Regions from separate parts of the Mus musculus genome. Here regions 1 and 3 are each linked to region 2. The links are chromatin contacts, called in public Hi-C maps. All regions are on one chromosome and are shown on one strand. The core of a region is the stretch at or near the end of the contact, and the rest is flanking DNA. Distances in the headings are between cores, read along the strand shown.

The links. A called contact is a pair of places that touch in the nucleus more often than the background predicts.
Region 1: a contact with region 2 is called in a Hi-C map of liver, with 2.6 times the contacts expected there. The contact joins two enhancer-like sites. A contact is called at or near these places in 1 of 484 Hi-C or Micro-C datasets (liver) and 3 of 115 datasets of contacts at active chromatin or transcription factors (bone marrow-derived macrophages, embryonic stem cells and pancreatic cancer cells).
Region 3: a contact with region 2 is called in a Hi-C map of liver, with 2.2 times the contacts expected there. The contact joins two enhancer-like sites. A contact is called at or near these places in 3 of 484 Hi-C or Micro-C datasets (all in liver) and 1 of 9 other capture datasets (adipose tissue).

What each region holds. Positions count from the first base shown.
Region 1 is chr6:50,253,830-50,256,529 of GRCm38.p6, forward strand. All of the region lies in intron 1 of Gsdme (gasdermin E), which reads right to left. Among named protein-coding and RNA genes, the nearest start is that of Gsdme, 6.6 kb to the right of the region's middle. Within about 2 kb of position 1,257, at least 173 of the 459 cell types and tissues checked have an H3K27ac peak or open chromatin away from gene starts, as enhancers often do. A contact at or near this core is called in liver, where this site is marked.
Region 2 is chr6:50,040,926-50,043,625 of GRCm38.p6, forward strand. No RefSeq gene overlaps it. Among named protein-coding and RNA genes, the nearest start is that of Gm38805, 68 kb to the right of the region's middle. Within about 2 kb of position 1,451, at least 4 of the 459 cell types and tissues checked have an H3K27ac peak or open chromatin away from gene starts, as enhancers often do. A contact at or near this core is called in liver, where this site is marked.
Region 3 is chr6:50,186,776-50,189,475 of GRCm38.p6, forward strand. All of the region lies in intron 10 of Mpp6 (membrane protein, palmitoylated 6 (MAGUK p55 subfamily member 6)), which reads left to right. Among named protein-coding and RNA genes, the nearest start is that of Gsdme, 74 kb to the right of the region's middle. Within about 2 kb of position 1,451, at least 66 of the 459 cell types and tissues checked have an H3K27ac peak or open chromatin away from gene starts, as enhancers often do. A contact at or near this core is called in liver, where this site is marked.

The DNA.
Region 1 (2,700 bases), core at 7-2,506, 210 kb after region 2:
CTGGCAAATACAGAAGTGGATGCTCACAGTCATCTATAGGATGGAACACAGGGCTCCCAATGTAGGAGCTAGAGAAAGTACCCAAGAGCTGAAGGGGTCTGCAACCCTATAGGTGGAACAACAATATGAACTAAGCAGTACCCACAGAGCTCGTGTCTCTAGCTGCATATGTAGCAGAAGATGGCCTAGTTGGCCATCATTGGGAAGAGAGGCCCCTTGGTCTAGCAAACTTTATATGCCCCAGTACAGGGGAAAGCCAGGGCCAAGAAGTGGGAGTGAGTGGCTGGGGAGCAGGGCAGGGGGAGGGTATAGGGGACTTTTGGGATAGCATTTGAAAGGTAAATGAAGAAAATGTCTAATAAAAAATTATGTCCCCCCCCCAAAAAAAAACACCTTTAGAGGCTGAGGAGATGGCTCAGAGGTTGAAAGCATTTGTTTTGCTTTTATCGCCTACAAGGAGGCTTACACCTGTCTAAAACTCCAGATTGAGGGGACCGGATGGCCTCTTCTGGCCTCTGAAAGCATTGCATATATCTGGTGCACAGGCATAACAAGACAGGCAAAACACCCTTATATAAAATTTTTAAAAAATACTAAAATCAAACCTCTATAAATCAAATACTTGAATATAAACACAAAAACCTTATAAGTTACAACACATTATTGAACATAGTCAAATATATACGTGTATACACAGATTTCAAGTCACACGCTTACTATTATACAAAAAGCACATTGAAATAACACTTTGCTTGGGGGGTTTTTGTTTCTTTGCTTTTGTTTAGGCTTTAGTTTTAAGCTCTGCATGTAACAGCCTAGGCTAACCTCAAACTCATAATCCTCCTGCCTCAGCCTCCGCAGCAGTGAGATTATAATTGTGTGCCTCCACGCCTGGCTGAAATGTCACTTTAAGACTATCTATGATCAAGTAAAAACTGTTGAATGGACAAGAGCTAGTGTTTGCACTCTTGCGCTGGAAGCTGGCCAATCACGTGGTCACACAGCATTTCCAGAGTTTAGGAGCTGGGCAGAGCCTTAGACTTTGGTTCACAATCTTCATCTTCTCTGGGATTTCAGAAACATCTGCCTTCCCTATTTCTCCAGCGTCCCCTTTCCTCGGTTACTACGAAGCAGTAGCTGCTTCAGCCTGTTCTTGTATATTCAGAGTCAAAATAAACACTTGAGGAGAAGCAAAGTTCCTCTCGGAAGCAACGGGCTGCCAACACGGTGACTAAGGATCTTCCCTCAAGTGGCACACTCACTGACTCATTGACCAAACTGTCGGCTGAGTCATTCACTAAGCCTTCTTGCATGCACGCTAGGTTCTGGATTGAAGCACTTTAAAAAAAAAACAAAAAACAAAAACCCACTAGGTTTGTGCTGGGCTCGGTGGCTCATGCTTGTAATCCAAACACTCAAGCCAGGAAGATAGCTGTGAGTTCTAGACCAGTAAGCTAGAGAGTGAGACTGTCTCAATTAGACTCTCTCTCTCTCTCCCTCCCTCCCTCTCTCTCTCTCTCTCTCTCACACACACACACACACACACACACACACACACACACACACACACACACACAGCTTTATGGTAGCTATTGGCAGATCGAGATAGAGAATGAATAGCAAGAAGTGTCACCCATCCCATTGGAGAGAAGCCAAGGGCCCCCATGTGCTAGTGAGGTCCATGGCACCCAGGCTGCACTTTGTAGCCAATGGGAGGAAGAATCAGCTAGGGCTTTTGTGGCAGAGGAGCATTTACAGAGCAGGGGGCCAGGGTGGAAGCGAGAGCAGGACAGCAAGGCTTCTGGTGTCTATGCCGGTGCTCTGCTGCCACCTCACTGACAGAATGCTTAGCAAGCGTCGGGATGGACTGGAACCTTGCAATACAGGGTCCCAGAAGGAGCAAATAACAGGAACAGACTGGGAGGTCTGACCCAGAGCCTGAAGACCGTGCACCCCTGTGGGAATGTCAGAGGAGCTTAATCTATGGAAGAGTGTGACCAGAGAGCAGAGGTGATCAGCACAGTCACTTGGGTCTTCTAAAAAGCAAAGTGACGTATGAGCGGGTAAAGGTGCTCACTGCCAAGTCCAATGACCTGAGTCCGATCCCAAGACTCACACAGAGAAAGGAGAAAACTGACATCTCTGAGTTTTTCTCTCACCTCCACAGCTGTGCACACCCATGCACATAAGCAAATATATAAATGTAAGCAGAGAGTAGGTAGGAGAGAAACAGCCCAGAAATGGATGGGAACCTATGATGCTCTGAACAGTGTTGGTATCCTCAGGGGTGGGGGTCAGGGGATGCATGCTTTGTGGATTCAATAGAAGGCTGGTTGGGTGGCCAGTGGTAATGGTAGGAGAGCCACTAGGATGTTCTCCAGAAAGCCCAGGCAGGTGGCGGGTAACAAAATAGCTTGGCCAGTGACCAAGAGATGGGCTCAGGAGACTGGGGTGGCGACTGCCACAGCTACCTGAGGGACAAGGTGCAGGATTTGTTGTGTCAAAACCAAAGAACTTTGAACAAAACCGAGTTTCCCCTTCAGCATGTGAGGTCACGTGGATAGTAGAATGGTCTGCTTCAGTTTGCCCTTGGTGTTTGACCACTATTTTATAGTTTCTAGATTCTTTCCTGAAACAAGCTGAATGGGAGTTCACAAACCCATCTTTACATCCAAAGGGTTTCTACGGAGGTGACTGTAA
Region 2 (2,700 bases), core at 201-2,700:
GATGCCTGTGATAGTCACAGGGAAGAACTTCTTCACAGTAACAAATTACCCCAGCATAGTAATAGATATCAAGGTTTTGAAATGTGTGAGGGATGCTGGATCCTCAATCCAGGCCAAGAAAAAGGATTGCAAACCAAGCATGGTGACGTACCCTTGTCGCTGGGAAACAGAGGCCGGAAGAGCGGGAATTTAAGGCCAGCTTCAGCAGCCTATTGAGATGGAGACCACCCGAGGCTGTATTTCAGAGTAAGATCTCGTCTCAAAAAGCACTGCTTTTAAAAGGTGATTGCAAAACACAGATGTTGAAATCGGTTCAATCTTGTTACAGTGAGTCTGAAGTAAAACCGCATTACAAGATCATGTCAGCCTGGAGCTAAACAGTAGAAGTAGCTAGAAAGAATATTTAGCTGTGAGTCCTCACTACCAACCAACAGTTTTTGGTACAGATTCGTGGAATCTGTGAGTTTGTCCGCTATAATTTAATACCAGCACTTGGTGAACTTGGTGAACCTTGAATAAACAATTGTGTATAGTAAATTGGATGAAATTTGATTCCATGCACATGAGTAAGATGGCAAGAAGCAGAGGAAGGAGTAGAGGGGCCTCTTAAAACTAAATCAGACATATGCAGCAGAGGGCTGCCTGGTCTGGCCTCAGTGAGAACAGATATACCTAACCCTCGAGACACTTGAGACCCCAGGGAGAGGAGGCATCCTCTTGAAGCAGAAGGAAGAAGAATAGAATGAGGAACTGTCAGAGGGCAGACGTGGAGGGGAATAAGGACTGGACTGTAAAAATAAATAAATAAATAAATAAATAAATAAATAAATAAATAAATAAATAAATAGACTAGAGGTAAAAAAAAAAATCTCGGTGGTAGATCCCAGCACTCCATTTTATTCCAGGAGATAGAGGGCTTGAATATTCTGCATCGAAGTAGTTTTTATACAGAATGGATTATGTTTGTGGCTCTCCAGTCTTGTAGCACTTACAGAAAACACAGCCCAACACAGAATGGAGATTACTTCCTGTGTCCTAATCCAGGTGTAAAATTTTCTGCAAGAACTTTATGAATAAACTTTATAAATAACATCAAAAATAAAATTTTGATTCCACGCTCACCAAACAACTTTTTATTATAAGGGAGCTTCTTGCGAGTTTTGTTTTTTGTCTGTGTGTGTGTCTGTGTGTGTCTGTGTGTGTGTGTGTGTGTGTGTGTGTGTGTGTGTGTGTGTGTGTGTCTGTGTCTGTATGCATGAGAGCATGTGTTTGTGCAGGTGCAAACACCCACAGGCACATTGTGCAACCCCAAGGTCAACATCACATGTCTTCCTCGTGCTGGGTAGTTTTTGTCAATTTGTCACAAAACTAGACAAACATTTCTGGGAGGAGGGAAGCAGAGTTGAGAAATTGCTTCCAACAGATCAAACTGTAGCATGTCTTCGTTCGGGAACTTTTTTTTTTTTGATCAATGATTAATGTGGGAATCCCAGTCCACTGTGGATAGAGGGCAGATTCCAAAGCAAGCTGAGAAAGCCAGTAAGCATCAAGTCTCCATGGTCCCTGCCTCAGTTCTTCCTTGAGCTCCTGCCTGACTTCCTTCATTGAGGGACTGTGTCCTGTAAGATGTAATAAACTCTTTAGTCATCGTGTTTATCATAGCAACAGACCGACACCTATCCTCTGCCTCTCTCCACTCTGCCTCTCTCCACCCGTACTTTCTGAGATAGTGTCTCTCACTGACACTAGACCTGACTTGTCAATTCAGAGAGGCTTTCTGACCAGAGAAACCCTGGAATTCTCCTCTCTCCACCTCCCATTTCCTGGACCACAGATGCATGGTGCTATGCTTGGCTTTGTGTGGAGATCTGTGCCCACTAAGCCATCTATTTCTCCAGCCCTTAAGGTTTTTTCTATGAGTGTACCTGTTCTGATTGACATTAGTCTGACTCTAATTGGCACTTCCATTTCTCCTAGAAGTTATGAAGTTGTCATTGTGATTGCCATATTGATCTCTGACACTTGTGGTTGTTTACCCAGCATTCTTCCCCTGTACTTCCCATCAATACACTTTTCCAGTCACTTACCTCTCCCCTTACCATTTATCCCGTGTGCTTTTGGCTGATCGGTCCCACTTTCAGCTTCAGCTGGGTCCTGACTGCTTCAGGTCAATCGTCACACTTCAACAGGATCTATCTTCTCTAATTTCAGTCAAATCCAAGAATAATAGCATTTAGAACACTAGAACTGAGGTGACTCCCACTCCTGACAATGAAAAAGGAAGCATGTAGCTCCTAGGCATAAAGGAAGCCAGTTTGCTACCAGATGGATGGTTAATTCTAGGCATTAGTCTGACTAGACTATAGCACGCTCAGGTAGAAATGTTGCTGTGGGGGGTTTTAAATATCTACATAATTTTTGAATTGAAAAGTTAGAGCAATGCAAATTGCTCTGCATATGGAGAGAAAGGGGGGCTGCCTAGAGTCACGATGTTTCCTGCAGACTGCCTCCATGCAGGGCTGCAACAGCTGCGCCTCCAGGGCTCTCCTAAGATTGTGGAGATGAATTATTTCAATCTCAATACCCCATCCCAATCTGTTCTCTCCCCCTGAAAAGCTCTGACTAGTATAGCTCCCATCATATAAGTCACTCTGAGAACAAGAGACACGCAGGAGGAGCAGGGCCAGGACCATCCAAGAG
Region 3 (2,700 bases), core at 201-2,700, 150 kb after region 2:
TAATTTTTTTTATTTTATAGGCTTTTCCTTCTGAACATTCTAGAATGTGCCTGTATCTCAAACTGTGTTCATTCTGCGCTCCCTAGCCGTTTCACCATTTCATGTTTGAAGCTAAGGTCCTTGGTCTACTTTGTACCCCTTTACTGTCTTCTGTCTAGTGTGTATTTTAACACCTTTATCAAAAGTTAGGTGTTCATAGCTCTGGGGGTTATTTCTGGGACAGCGGTATATATTCTCTTGCCTGTTGTGCCAGTACCATAATGTCCTCTATTAGAGTTTAAAGTTGAGTAAACCGTGTCCCTCCAGCTGGGTTCTTTCTGCTTAGAATTGTTGTGGCCATCTAGAGTCTTTTCTGTCTCTCTGTTTGTGAATTGTGTTTTCTAGTTATATGAGGAATGGCGTTGGACTTTCTATGGGTTACATTGACTCTGTATTACTTCCGGTTTGTAACCACTTACAGTGCCGCTTTGCTGCCCGGGAGCAGTTTTTCCATTGTTTGCACCTTCAATTCTTTGGTTCATTTTGGTTTTAAAGGATTTTTTTTTCTCCTTTGAACTATTTAACCTTTTCACAGTTAATATATTGTCATATTAACAAAGCTGATTCAACAGTAACAGTAATAAATCTATTCTCAGAAAACAGGCTAGCATTAACATGCTTTCACTGGCACAGCTATGCAGAGGTGGTCAACTTTCCCATCTGTCTGCTCCTGTCTCTCTCTTTACTTTCTTAGTTATTGCTTTCTAAACTTGTGCTTATTTTTTTCCTTACCATCTTCATTCAGATGAAATCCGCATAGCGTTTTCTCCACACACTTGGGTTTCTTGGTTTTAGCATGTTCACATAGCTGTGCAAGTATTTCTATTGTCGCAGGACTTCTACAAGGTCCTTAGTAACAGCCCCTCTCATTCCTGAATTTAGTAAATTTTTTTCTTAGTTTTCCCAAATATTTGTCAATTTTGCTCTTTTCATATTTTTTTGTATCATACATTTTATTAATTTAATCTTGTTTTCTTTTTTGTTTGCTCCTTGGAGTTAGGATGAAGTTTTCTCCTGTTATCCCGGGTAGAAAGTTAGGTTATCCACTGGAGATCTCCTTTTAACAGACACATTTATGCTAGAAATTGCTCAGTAGGTGCTGCTTTTTGCATCTTATAATTTTGCTGTGGTTTATGTTTTTGTTTGCATTCATCTCAGAGTCATTTTTAATTCTAGAAATAGATTAATGTAATGAAACACTTTTTCTCTTCACCACAGAGGCTTAGAATGTAATCTGAGAATAAGACAGTTGTGCAACACGAGTCAGTTAGCTGGAGCTAAAACCGGCTTCTCACATGCTGCCTGCTTGCAGCTTTCTTCCTTCCTAGCCATATATGAAAACTGTCACTGAGATGAGATAGAAACTGAACCTTTGGTCAAAAGGAAAAGTGAAAGGAAAACTAGCGGTCCTCTGCTCTTGGTGCCTCCGCTCTGACACAGACTCCTGTGTGTTTTGTCAGGTCTTTCCATGTAAGCCATCAGTAGGCCTCAGTTAGCCATCTAATGTTTCTTCTTGAAGCTTACCACAGTGCTGATAATTTTTCTCTGCTAAGACACTTTTCTAAGGCTTCAGAGTCCCTCACGAGTATGATGGCCGAGCTGTACTCTATCAGAAGTAGAGACAAAGATATGCTACCAGCACCCAGAAGGGCTCTTGGCAGCTCCATCAGTAATGACCACTCTCAAAGTGTTTGCTATTTTTAGTTTTGATTTCTATTTTTTTTTTTTTTAGTTGACCCGTTTTGGAGTACATTATTTAATTTTACACATTTTATTTTTCCAGATTTTCCTGTTAGTGATGATAATTCCATTCACTTTGTCCAGAGACCATAGGCCTCATTAACTCCTTAGGGATTTTTTTATAGCCTCAGATATAACCTATCTTTGAGCGTGTCACTTGTTCTTGTACACTGCGGGGAAAAGTATTCTCCTCTTGTTGACTGGACTGCTGCCTTGATATGTTCTGTGTAGCTGCCCAGGCCTTCATTTCCTCTGTAACCTTCTGTTCTCTCCATCACTGGAAGCCTTGAGGTCTTCTGCTCTTTTGGTGACGTGTCCATCTTTCTTTTGCTTCATTTCTGTTTTGTTTCATGTATTTGGAGATTCTACTGTTAGGTGCTTAGATGTAAGTAAGCATCTTACTTCTAACGAATTGACCCTTTTGTCGTTGTAATTATTCTTCATTGTTTCTACGATACCTTTCGTCTCCCTGTTGGTCTGCTCTGATGTGAGTTTGCAGCTGTGTCTGGGTCACTGCTTACAGGGATGTCTTTCCATCCTTTACTCCCAACATACCAGTCTCTTTAAGTGTAAGATTCCTTCATAAACAGCATATAATTCGATCCGTTTTTCCAATTTGTTGTGCCATTCTCTTCCTTTGAATTTGCCTGTTTCCTCTTTAAGTACAGCTCTGCATTATTGTAAATATATAAATCAGTTTCTTACCCTTCAAATATGCATCAGGAGAGTTGCATCTTGTCTCTGTGTCCTATTATTGATACTAATGTTAGTCATTGACTATGGCATTTGGTAGTGTTTTTTTTTTTTTTCCCCTGCAAATCTGTAGTTTACACTTAAGCAACCTGTTCAGAGATACTTTGAAACACTGCAGCTGTTTTCAGCAAACTTGGATCCAGTGATTTAAGCTTCTGTCATTAACTG